Regions from separate parts of the Pan troglodytes genome. Here region 1 is linked to region 2. A link is a contact called in public HiChIP or PLAC-seq data. All regions are on one chromosome and are shown on one strand. Each heading gives the region's core, a stretch centred on a gene start, on an enhancer-like site or on the middle of the called end of the contact. The rest is flanking DNA. Distances are from core to core; before and after follow the strand shown. Region 1 holds the start of NUP50 (nucleoporin 50). Region 2 holds the start of PHF21B (PHD finger protein 21B).

What was found. HiChIP or PLAC-seq counts read pairs in DNA pulled down with a chosen protein or histone mark.
Region 1: a contact with region 2 is called in an H3K4me3 HiChIP or PLAC-seq map of stem cell-derived excitatory neurons, with 4 times the contacts expected there. The contact joins the promoter of NUP50 here to the promoter of PHF21B in region 2. A contact is called at or near these places in 1 of 7 Hi-C or Micro-C datasets (stem cell-derived neural progenitor cells) and 1 of 1 datasets of contacts at active chromatin or transcription factors (stem cell-derived excitatory neurons).

What each region holds. Positions count from the first base shown.
Region 1 is chr23:47,152,588-47,158,409 of NHGRI_mPanTro3-v2.0_pri, forward strand. It overlaps NUP50 (nucleoporin 50), which reads left to right and starts at 3,472. Exons shown (of 8, transcript NM_001280258.1): 1 at 3,472-3,525.
Region 2 is chr23:47,011,487-47,017,124 of NHGRI_mPanTro3-v2.0_pri, forward strand. PHF21B (PHD finger protein 21B) reads right to left here and starts at 1,335. Exons shown (of 13, transcript XM_016939371.4): 1 at 832-1,335. The coding sequence starts at 885.

The DNA of each region.
Region 1 (5,822 bases), core at 2,222-4,721, 140 kb after region 2:
GGATTACAGGCGTGAGCCACCACGCCCGGCCAAACTGCACCATTTTCTAAGCCCCCCGCCATTTCGCAGACACTGGTCAAAGTGAAACATTCCACGGGGGTTCAGGCCGTGAGAAATTTCCTGCCCAACTTTCTTACCAAACCCTGTTGGGTAAAGGCCCAATTGAAGGAACATCCCTATCAAACCTTGCTCAGCAAAGGTGCAAGGAACATCACTGTCACATTCTGAGGAAACAAGGGCCAAACTGCCTGATCATAGAACGTTTTATGGATAGATATACTGGTAAGTATATTCACATGGCAAGCCATACTGCCCATTCCCCTCCTGCCCTATAAGTACCCCAGCCTGTAAGCAGCAGTGGGCTCTGGCATTAAGCTGATCCCCCATCTCTGTAGGTTTTTGCCATATACCTGTGTTGCTGTTGAGCTGCCCTTTGTTGTTGTTGTTTTTTTTTTTTTGAGACGCAGTCTCACTGTATTACCCAGCCTGGAGTGCAATGGCGTGATTTTGGCTCGCTGCAACCTCCGCCTCGCGGGTTCAAGTGATTCTCCTGCTTCAGCCTCCCAAGTAGCTGAGATTACAGGCATGTGCCACCACGCCCCGCTAATTTTTGTATTTTTAGTAGAGATGAGGTTTCACCATGTTGGTCGGGCTGGTCTCGCACTCCCGACCTCAGGTGATGCACCCGCCTCGGCCTCCCAAAGTGCTGAGATTACAGGCGTGAGCCACAGCACCCGACCTGTGTGTCATTCTTTAACTCTCGTCTTCCCTTCAAAACCTAACAATATCTTAAGATCAAAAGCATTCTTCATTTAGGTTTCGCTTTAAAGATAATATAGATCTTTGCCACAGTCAGTAAACAAAGATGAACGATCCTTGTGTCAGGCCTCTGAGCCCAAGCCAAGCCATTGCATCCCCTGTGACTTGCACGTATACGCCCAGATGGCCTGAAGTAACTGAAGAATCACAAAAGAAGTGAAAAGGCCCTGCCCCACCTTAACTGATGACATTCCACCATCGTGATTTGTTCCTGCCCAACCTTAACTAAGTGATTAACCCTGTGAATTTCCTTCTCCTGGCTCAGAAGCTCCCCCACTGAGCACCTTGTGACCCCCCACCCCGGCCCACCAGAGAACAACCCCCTTTGACTGTAATTTTCCATTACCTTCCCAAATCCTATAAAACGGCCCCACCCCTATCTCCCTTCGCTGACTGTCTTTTCGGACTCAGCCCGCCTGCACCCAGGTGAAATAAACAGCCATGTTGCTCACACAAAGCCTGTTTGGTGGTCTCTTCACACGGACGCGCATGAAACCTTGGTCGTGGGCCCTCGTGGTAGAGCCCATGTCCCCCAAGATTTTTTTGGCTGTTACCTTAGATTTGAACAAGCACTGTACCTAAGGCGGGCGCCTTCCTCCTCCCGCTTTTAGGAATGCCCTGCTCTGCCATTCTTTTGCTTTCTCACTTCTCTAATACACTTGCTTTCACTTTAGTCCGTGGACTCGCCCCGAATTCTTTCCTGCGCGACATCCAAGAAGCCTCTCGCTGGGTCTGAGTGGAGACCTCTTTCCGGTAATAAACGGACTAGGGAGATTCGACTTTGAAGGTGAAAACAGAAACCACCATCCAGTTTATAAGAAGGCGCTCGAGGCCGGGAACGGTGGCTCAGGCCTGTAATCCCAGCACTTTGGGAGGCTGAGGTGGTGGGGGGGAGGGAATCACCTGAGGTCACGAGTTCGAGACCAGCCTGACCAATATGGTGAAAACCCGTCTCTACTGAAAATATAAACATTAGCCGGGCGTGGTGGCGCACGACTGTAATCCCAACTACTCGGGAGGCTGAGGCAGGAGAATCGCTTGAATCCGGGAGGCAGAGGTTGCAGTAGGCCAAGATCGTGCCACTTCACTCCAGCCTGGGCGAACAAGTTAAACTCTCCATCTCAAAAAAAAAAAAAAAAAAAAAAAGGCGGCACTGGAAACAGCTGGGAGTGACAGGGCCAGGGATGAGGGATCGCAAGCTGCTGGTGAGAAAGGAGCTCAGAGGCTGCCTGGCCTACGGGCCAGGAGACCTCAGCGCAGAAAACGCAGGACTCGTTCCCCTGCTCTACAGCTGAGTGCCCAGGACGGATCTCACTGGCTGAAAAACACAGAAGAGAAGGCACCCAACGCAAAATCAAATGTCAGCGAACGAGGGGTCCTTTAACAGGCGGCCCACACGGCCCCTCCTGGGGCCGAGACCCAGCCCCTCCGGGCCACCCCGGCCAGGTACGGCCAGCAGGGTCACCTGCGCGCGTCCCCCGGGACGGGGCCTCCTGATGTGAAGCGACCCCAGTGGCACCTCACACGATTCCCGAGGGTTGCGGGCGGCCTCTCCTCAGCCCTGCAGCTCCCACACGCGGACACCGCGGGCCTCGGCCATGTCCCCTGACCGACCTTCCTCGCCGGAACTCCTCGCGCATCGCCGACCCCTCAGCGGTGACTAGCGCGCGAACATCCTGGAAGACGCGTTGCCGGCCCCACGTGAGCCGACGCCCCAAACCGCGGCTGCTGGCGCCGGCTACGAGATTAAGGTCGGCGCGTGCGCGCTTGCGCGAGACCGGCATTCTCAGCCCCGCGCCGGTTTCCAGGGAGCTGGGCGCATGCGCCGCGTAAGGGGCCCGGCCGGCGGAAGGAGGTGCTACTGCCGGAAGCGCCAGCGCGCTTGCGCAGTAGCTGAACGCGGGCGTTTCTTTCCTCTCTCTTTTTCGAATTGGTTTTGGGGGTAGATTCGAGTTACAAAATGGCCGCCCGGAGCGTGTTCGGCGCGGTTCCCCCAGCGGTCTCTGGCTGAACCGGCGCTCTCGCCTCCCTGCCGAACACAGCGTGAGGATCCCCCCCAGGGACATGGTGTTTGAGTCTCTGGGCTTGCCGAGCACCAACTCCTCTGAGTTCCGCAGCGCAGCACCGGAAGCGGCCGAGCGCGCTCAGCCCAGCGACCCCTGCGGGCTCCAGACCCCTGCGCCGCTGCGCCCCGGGTTTCGCCGCACCCAAGACCCAGCGAGTGCAGCGGCGGCCGCCGAGGAGGTGAGGGGCGGCGGCGGGCGCGGGAGGGGAAGGGGCTGAGGGCGGGAGCCTGGTGCTGAGAGCCCAGGGCCGGGAGGGCGGGAGCGGGCTCGGGCCTGGGAGGGGAGTGCGAGTGCAGGGCTGGGGACTGGACCCTGGGGAGGGGGGTGCGGGTTCAGCGCCGGGGGACGGGCCCCTGGGGAGGCGTGCGGGGCTGGGGGACCAGACCCTGGGGAGGGGCTTACGGGGCTGGAGGACGGGACCCTGGGAAGTGGGGTACAGGGTTAGAGGTCGGGACTCTAGGGAGGGAGCCTGGGTCGGGCGCGCGGGCCGGGCGGGGCATGCGGGTGGGGAGCGACGGGTGGAGGGTGGGGTGGGATGACAGCGGCGACGCAGCCCCGGCTGTTTGTGAAGCGGGGCCCGGGCCTCACCGGGCTGCGGCGTCCGACTCGAGTGAGACTCTCCCCTGCGGCCCCGCCGGAGGTAGGGGGCTGGCAGGGCTGTCCTGGCGTGGTCTTCTCCGTTTCCTTCCTAGCGATTCCTCTCGAGCCTCCTCTCCCCCTGGCCGCCCCTGGTCTCTCTTCTCTTGGGCGCATTACCTTTCTGGCCTAGCTTCACTTTCTTACTGCGTTCCCGGGTCATTCATCACCCATTTGCTCGGTTCCATTAAGAACCAGCTTGGAGATGAGGTATTTCTGTCTCCTTAGTTGGCCCCCTTGTTGTTTTCCTCCAACAAGGCACTTCACTATTAAGTGTAGCCAAATCTGTGTTTTCGTTTTAAGCTGATGTTGACAAGTTGAGCTTTCCAAGGGCAGAGCTACACCAGATGCCAGAGACCACATAACTATATCAGGCACAAATAATGTTTTTTTCCAGTTTACCTAGACTTTCAGTCTCCTACCACGTTGCTTCATACCTAGAAATGATGTCTGATTTGGTTTTTTACCCACAAACGCAAACGTTTTTTAAATTCCCTTTTGTTGATTGTTTGATTGAGACTGGTCTTGCTTTGTCACCAGGCCTCAGTGTAGTGGTAGCTCACTGTGTAGCCTGAAGCTCCTGGGCTCAAGTGATTCTCCTGCCTCAGCTTTCCAAGTAGCTGGGACCACAGGCGTGCGCCACTACGCTCGGCTAATTTTTTATTTCTATTCATCTAATCTATGTCCATCTTTATTTTCGTAGAGACCAAGTTGGTTTCCAACTCCTGGCTTCAAGAGATCCTTCCGCCTCCCTTAAGTTCTTCATAACAGTAGCTAGACATAAGACTCCAGGTGCCAGGCCTTGTTCTGAATATTTTACAGAGGGTTTTTTCCCCCCCACTTGTAGCGTAAAAGCAAAATGTATTGTCTGAAGTGTCATGCTTTGAAATAAAATAGGGATTTGGTAAAATATTTGTAAAAATCTGGTTTGTAATCCAAGTTATTCTTCTTCCATGCTACAACTTTTATGTTTTGGAGGGAAAATGATAGTTTATAGCCTTTGCTTCTAATAAAACTTGTTTCTTTAATAATTTATTAAGCCCTTCCTCTGCTCCAGGTACTGTTCTAAGCCAGTCTTTGTTTATCTTAACTTTCTTAATACTTCCTGTTCCACAGATGAAGAAACTGAGGCACAAAAATTAAATATAACTTGCCCAAGTTTTCACAGCTAGAAAATGGCAAAACTGGGATGCCAGCATCTTTTAGTATTTTTTGAAATACTTATGCTCACTGGGGAAATACTTCCCCAGCTCACTGATCTAATGACAGACAGGACACCTGCTGTTTGAGCTGGGCACTGTTTGGGCATTTGGAGTATATCTGTAAACAAAACAAAGATCCCTGCGTTTTGGTTATATACTGATTTGGTGAGTATGTTAGAACGTGGAAGCCCCTACATTTATTTAGACTATTTTACTGCGTCACCTGTCTCTTCATTGTGGGTATGAGTTAGAAGTTACAATTTTACTATTACAGTTTTTGTGCATTCAGCTCCATCCCTTTTTTCTCCACAGCTAATTTTTTTTTCTTTTTCTTTTCTTTTTTTCTTTTTTTTTTTTTTTTTTGAGACGGAGTCTTGCTCTGTCACATAGGCTGGAGTGCATTGGCGCGATCTCAGCTCACTGCAACCTCCGCCTCCTGGGTTCAAGAGATTCTCCTGCCTCAGCCTCCGGAGTAGCTGGGATTGCAGGTGCCACCACCACGCCCAGCTAATTTTTTTATTTTTAGTAGAGACGGGGTTTCACCATCTTGGCCAGGCTGGTCTCAAACTCCTGACCTCAAGTGATCTGCCCACCTTGGCCTCCCAAAGTGCTGGGATTACAGGCGTGAGGCACTTCGCCGGCCCCACAGTTAATCTTAAATAGCAAACGTGACCGTTGGTGACTTCTTACTTCTCCAACCCTCTGGTGGAGACATTAGTTAATGAGTAGGGAAATTGCCAAAAAGAATCCGTACAGAGACCTGGTTTCTGCACAGTAAAGAATTATGTCTATTCCTATATTTGTTTTTGTTTGTATGACAAAGATTAATGGCAAAACTTAACCAAGTGTTTTTGGGTGGACATTAAAAAGAGAGGGTTCCCAGCAAATGGAAAGTATATTTATTTCTCATCCTTTATATTTTAGAATCTTGGACTTTAATATCATTTGTAATCAGAAAAATAGCATAAACTTACAAAATTTAAAAATCACTAAAATGTATTAAAAGCTGACAGCCCGTATGTAATTACTCCACTGGCCATCAAATTGTAGAGGCCTTTGGAATACCAGCATTTGCATTTTACTTTTAGATACTAAAGAG
Region 2 (5,638 bases), core at 85-2,584:
GTGCACCCCAGCACCGCGGGCCGCGGCACCCCCCGCCCGGAGCCCCACGGGCGGGGCCGGCCGCAGCGCACCCCAAGTTTCCCGGGCCGCGTCCTGCACGCGCGGCGGCCGGGCAGTGCCGCGCGGGGCCGCTTACCTGTGGCTGCCGCCTCATCGGGGCAGCTCGCGGGGCGGGGCGGGGGCCGAGGCCACCCGGCGGCGCGCCCCGAGCCGTGCAAGTTTGCAGGCCGGGGTGCGTGTGCGAGTGAGTGTGAGTGTGTGCCGGGGGAGGGGGGAGGAACAAAGAGCCAAGTAAACACGGCGAGTCCGTGTCGAGCACAGCTCATAAATATTCAAGTCGCGTCCTAATCTCCCCAACACACACACGCGCACGCCGAGCCCCGCTCAGGCTCCGGCCGCCACGCCGCCGCTCGCCAGCAGCGATCGCCAAAACTACTTCTGCACACCGGGCAGGTTCGCCCGGGGCGCGGGGGCCCGAGGGGAGGCCGGAAGGGGGCCTATTCGCACTCCCCTCCCCGGGGCCGGCTCACGAAGGAGCCCCCTCCAGGCACCCTCCCAGTCATGCAGACCCTACATCGCTTAACAGAAGACTCCAGGCTCGGGTCCCACGCGTCCTCGATCCCGCAAACTGTGCAGGACAGCGCCAGGGGCAGGCGGAGGGGAGCCCAGAAGGGGGTCCGCGCGTGTGCTCACTCCCTCGCCCCTCGCCCCCGGGCAGGCTCCAGCCTGGAAGACCCAGAGACCGGGAAGAGAGGATGCTGGGCTCGGGTCCCCCGACCCCCTCACCCCGCAACTCACTCCCCGGCCCCGGGCCCGGCCCCCGGCACCTACCTGGTGGCGCGCGAGTTCCACGGCGAGCGCCTCGGGCCGGCTCTGCAGCTCCATCCCGGCAACTTGGGCAGCACTTTGCGCTCACTTTGGCCCGGGCTCCCGGGAAGTTGCGCGGCTCCGCGGGGGCCAGAGCCGGCGCGGGCGGACGCGGCCTCCGGGCTGGGTTGGGGGGGACACGAGCCCCCTCCCCCACGGCCGAAAGGGAAGGGGGCTGGCGAAGGGGAAGACAGGCTTCCGGGCGCCGCGGCGCCGAGCCCTCGGCTGCCCCAACTCCTCAGGCTGCCCGGCAAGTTGCGCCGGGTCCCCGGGCTGCCGGCGCGGCCCGGCGCATGGCCCCCCCAGCGCCGGGAGCCCCGCGCAGCCCCGCGCGCGCCCGCCCAGCCGCCGCCGCCGCCTCCCGCGCCAGCCTCCCGCGGGCAGGGACTATATTTCCTCCGGCGCGCGCGCCTGGATCTCGTTGGGCCTCGGCAAAGTTGTGCCTCGGCACGATGCTAATTCGGCAGTGCCCGGATGGAGCGGGCCGGGGCGGCGGGGGGCGGTGCCGGGACCCTCAGCCCGCCGCGCCCCGCCCCCGCCCCGCCCGCGCCTGCGCACTGCCGCCCCGCCGCGGCCCGGCACCCCGAGCGGAGAACAAAAGTGGCGGTGGACGGGGACGCACGCTCGCCGGCTCCGGGGACTGCTCGGGCCGGGCGCTCGGAGAGGACGACTGCGGAGTCATCCTCTCCGTCCCCAGGCCAGCCCGGGGAACGCGGCGCCCCCACCCCCTGCGCCGTGTAACGCCGGGATCAGGACACTTTCCGCTGGGAGGCTGCGAGTCCATGTTTCCACTTCTCCTCACCGTGGTCCTCCGCCTCCCTCTTCCCCCCTCCTCCGCCTCCCTCTGATATTTTATTTAAATTCTTCCGTCCCCTCCTGTCCATACCAGCGCCGCGACTTGGGGGATTAAATTAGTCGCGTCGCCACATTCCCCCGCCGCCTGATGGCCTCCGTGTTGTTTAAACAGCAAGAAAATTGATCTCTTGGCTCTTCCTTTAATGATTTTTTTTTACACGATTAAACTCTCAACAGATGTCACTGGACTTTTTAAGACTCTTGTTAAGAGTCGTAAACAGGCCCGGTCAATGCGACCTATAACAATTATAACTACAGCTGCGGAGGTCGCGTTTCAGAACCTCCAGCCGCGCAGCCAGGAGGTTAATGTCCCAGAGTCACTGTCACCACCTCGGGGCTGCCATCTTCATTCAGGTCGGAGTGCCGGGTGCCCTGTTGGCAGCAAACTGGCACATTTGAAACACGCTGGGGAGAAAGGGTGCAATCATATGTCAAAGTAAACGTTTAAGCTGTTAAGTCGTTTTAACTTCAGATTCCTCTCCGGCAGAACAAAAAATACCCAAGCAAGCACCATCAGCAAATGTCCCTTTCAACATATGCCAACAGGTCACACATTTCTTTTGTTGGCAGAAGTTATTGGAATTCCCCCTTTTCTTTCTTTTCTTTTTTTTTTTTTTTTTTCAAGTGAGGACCCCAGTGTTGTTCTGCTCTCTGTTAGGGAATTTGTAATAAATTATGTGTTTGGAACCCCCAAACACAGATGGCCCCTCATCCCACAACCCAGCACCTCGCCTTCAGAGCACGACAGAGTGAGACTTAGGATATGAGTAACTATGCAAAAAGCAGAGGGGCATGTAGATGACCCTTACTTTAACCCAAATTAGTTAACAGAAACTTGCAAACAGCGCTTTAAGACTCCATAGGAGGCCGGCCGGGGGCGGTGGCTCACACCTGTAATCCCAGTACTTTGGGAGGCCGAAGTGGGCAGATCACGAGGTCAGGAGTTCGAGACCAGCCTGCCCGACATGGTCTCGACTAAAAATACAAAAAATTAGGCATGGTGGCGCAAGCCTGTAATCCCAGCTACTCGGGAGGCTGAGGCAGGAGAGTTGCTTCAACCCAGGAGGCAGAGGTTGCAGTGAGGCGAGATTGCACCACTGCACTCCAGTCTGGGCAACAGAGCAAGACTCTGTCTCAGAAAAAAAAACCAAACAAACAGAAAAGACTCAACAGGAGGAGGCACTACCCTCTGGCCAGCATCTGCCTGAATCCGTGTGGGCCAAAGACGACCTGAATAACCTCTTGTTGATTTAATTACGTAGGTTAATATGTGGGTTACGGTAAGGATCATATACATGTCCTTCTGTTTTTTGCATAGTTACTTCCTGTGTGAGTCTCATTCTGTCGTGCAGGCTAATGTGCAGTGGTGAAATCATAGCTCACCACTGCCTCCACCTCACCTGCTCAAGCAATCCTCCCACCTCAGCCTCCCAAGCAGCTGGGACCACAGTCACACCATAAGCCAACACTGGTTAATGTGGATGCAAAACTAGCCTGTGTTTGAAGTGGTCGTGATTCCTTTGGTTTTGCCCTGAGCAGGGAGAAGCAAGGTTCCTCAAATGCAAAACAAAGAGGCTGGCTCGGGGTGCCCCAATAGGTACCCACTCCTCCCACTTCTGGGTTTAGCCCGGGTCAGGGTGGTGGCCTCCCTCCTTAGTGCTTTTGCTGGGCTGAACACCAGCCCTGGAAAGTGGACTGCCCTGGAGACCCATGCTTGGAGAGCCAGAGAGAAAGTGTGCAGAAAGAGGATTCCTACTGTAATCTCTGTAAATGCCACTGGCTTCTTGGTAAAAATTCAGAGTAATTTTATCAGCCACGTAGGGTAATTAAATCAACAGAGGATATTCAGGTCATCTTCGGCCCACACAGTCTCAGGCTGATGCTGGCCAGAGGATAGTGGCTCCGACTGTGGAATCTTAAAGCACTGTTTAAGTGCATGGTGTAGCAAAAGATCCGACGGAGACAGCAGAGACACAGGGCCCCTGTGTTAAACACAGAGAGAGAAAAATGACTGACAGGCAAAGGAAGGGTTAATTCTGAGAGGGGCTTGTCAAGAAGTAACTTGAGCAGAGCCTTGAGAGCGTAGTAATACTCTTTGTTCTGAGTTTTACCATCCACAGAGCACTCTTCATACCTGTTGTCTCCTGCCCTCGCTGAGTTCCGGGGGTAGGTCTGGTATCCCTATTTTACAGGTTAGAGGACTGAGGCTCAGGGCATTAGGTTACTTACAAGCCCTGTTGCCTGGAATTGGACCCACAGACTCAGGCAACAGAGACCTGGATAGATGTGTAGCCTCTTCCCCGTCAGGGCTGGGAGATCTGGGCCAGTGGCTGAGGATGGATTTGCTTCCAGAGAAGAGCAGGCATAAGCTATGGGCCTGGGGTGGGCTGCAGGAGGGATCTCAGGGGGCCTACAGTGCTCACTGGAGGAGAAAAACAGGACAGAAAAGATGGCAGGACCAGACCCCAAGGTCCTACAACACCATGCTGGGGTTTTAAATGTGTTATGTGGACAAGGGGACCTGCCCAAGGTTTTCACACAGGGGTATGAGACATGACCAGGCCTCTGCTCAGAGATGACCTGGTGGTAATGTGAAGGATATGGTGGAAACTGGATGTGGGGGCCAGTCAGGAGATGGGGGCCATGGTCAGTGAGAGAGGCACCTCTCTTGAGATTGGGGAGGGGGAGAAAAGGAGGAGGCCAGTGCAGATTTCTGGAGCCACCAAGGCCCCAGTACAGAGGAAGTGGGAGGGGGTTTGAACCTGTGGCGTGTGGTTCACCCACATGAGCGACTTCTCTGTTGGGGACACAAGTTTTCCTTTAGTGTTACTGCTGCAGGGACCACTTACCGAGAGCCTTCCCTTTCCCCTCTGTAGTAGGCATTCTTCATGCCTTTTGATCCTATGGAGGTGGGTATATTTATCCCCACTTTACAGATAAGAAAACTGAGGCTCAAAGTGGTTCAGTAACTTTCCCAAGCTGCACAGCTATAAATGGGGTACACACCCATATCAGGGTCATAGGACAGCCCTGTCTATGCCTCTTGTCTGAGTAATATTGAATAGCGCCCCTTTCACTTTTTTTTTTTTTTTTGAGATAGAGTTTCATTCTTGTTGCCCGGGCTGGAGTGCCATGGCACAGTCTCAGCTCACTGCAACCTCCGCTTCCCAGGTTCAAGCGATTCTCCTGCCTCAGCCTCCCAAGTAGCTGGGATTACAGGCACCCGCCACCACGCCCAGCTAATTTTTATATTTTTAGTAAAGACGGAGTTTTATCATGTTGACCAGGCTGGTCTCAAACTCCTGACCTCAGGTGATCTGCCCACCTCAGCCTCCCAAAGAGCTGGGATTAAAGGCGTGAGCCACCATGCGTGGCCCCACTTACACTCTTAAATGGGTCCCAGCGGCCGGGCGCGGTGGCTCACGCCTGTAATCCCAGTACTTTGGGAGGCCGAAGCAGGTGGATCACGAGGTCAGGAGATCGATACCATCCTGGCTAACACGGTGAAACCCTGTCTCTACTAAAAATACAAAAAATTAGCCAGGCATGGTGGCAGGCACCTGTAGTCCCAGCTACTCGGGAGGCTGAGGCAGGAGAATGGCGTGAACCCGGGAGGTGGAGCTTGCAGTGAGCCGAGATCGCGCCACTGCACTCCAGCCTGGGCAACAGAGCGAGAGTCCGTCTCAAAAAAAAAAACAAAAAAATGTGTCCTAGCTTGAATGAAGTCTATGGTCAGCCCGCCGTAGGGCATGGAGGCAGGATTCCCCCTCCACTCTGCCTGACTCCAGAGCCTGCTCTCTTCCCAGTTCTTCACTTTGTCTTACACAGGCACTGTGCCCTTAGTCTACGACAGTAGCCAAGGTCAGGAGTGGCACCGTCCGGAGCCTGGGATCCCGGTGCAGAGGGCTCAGGTCCC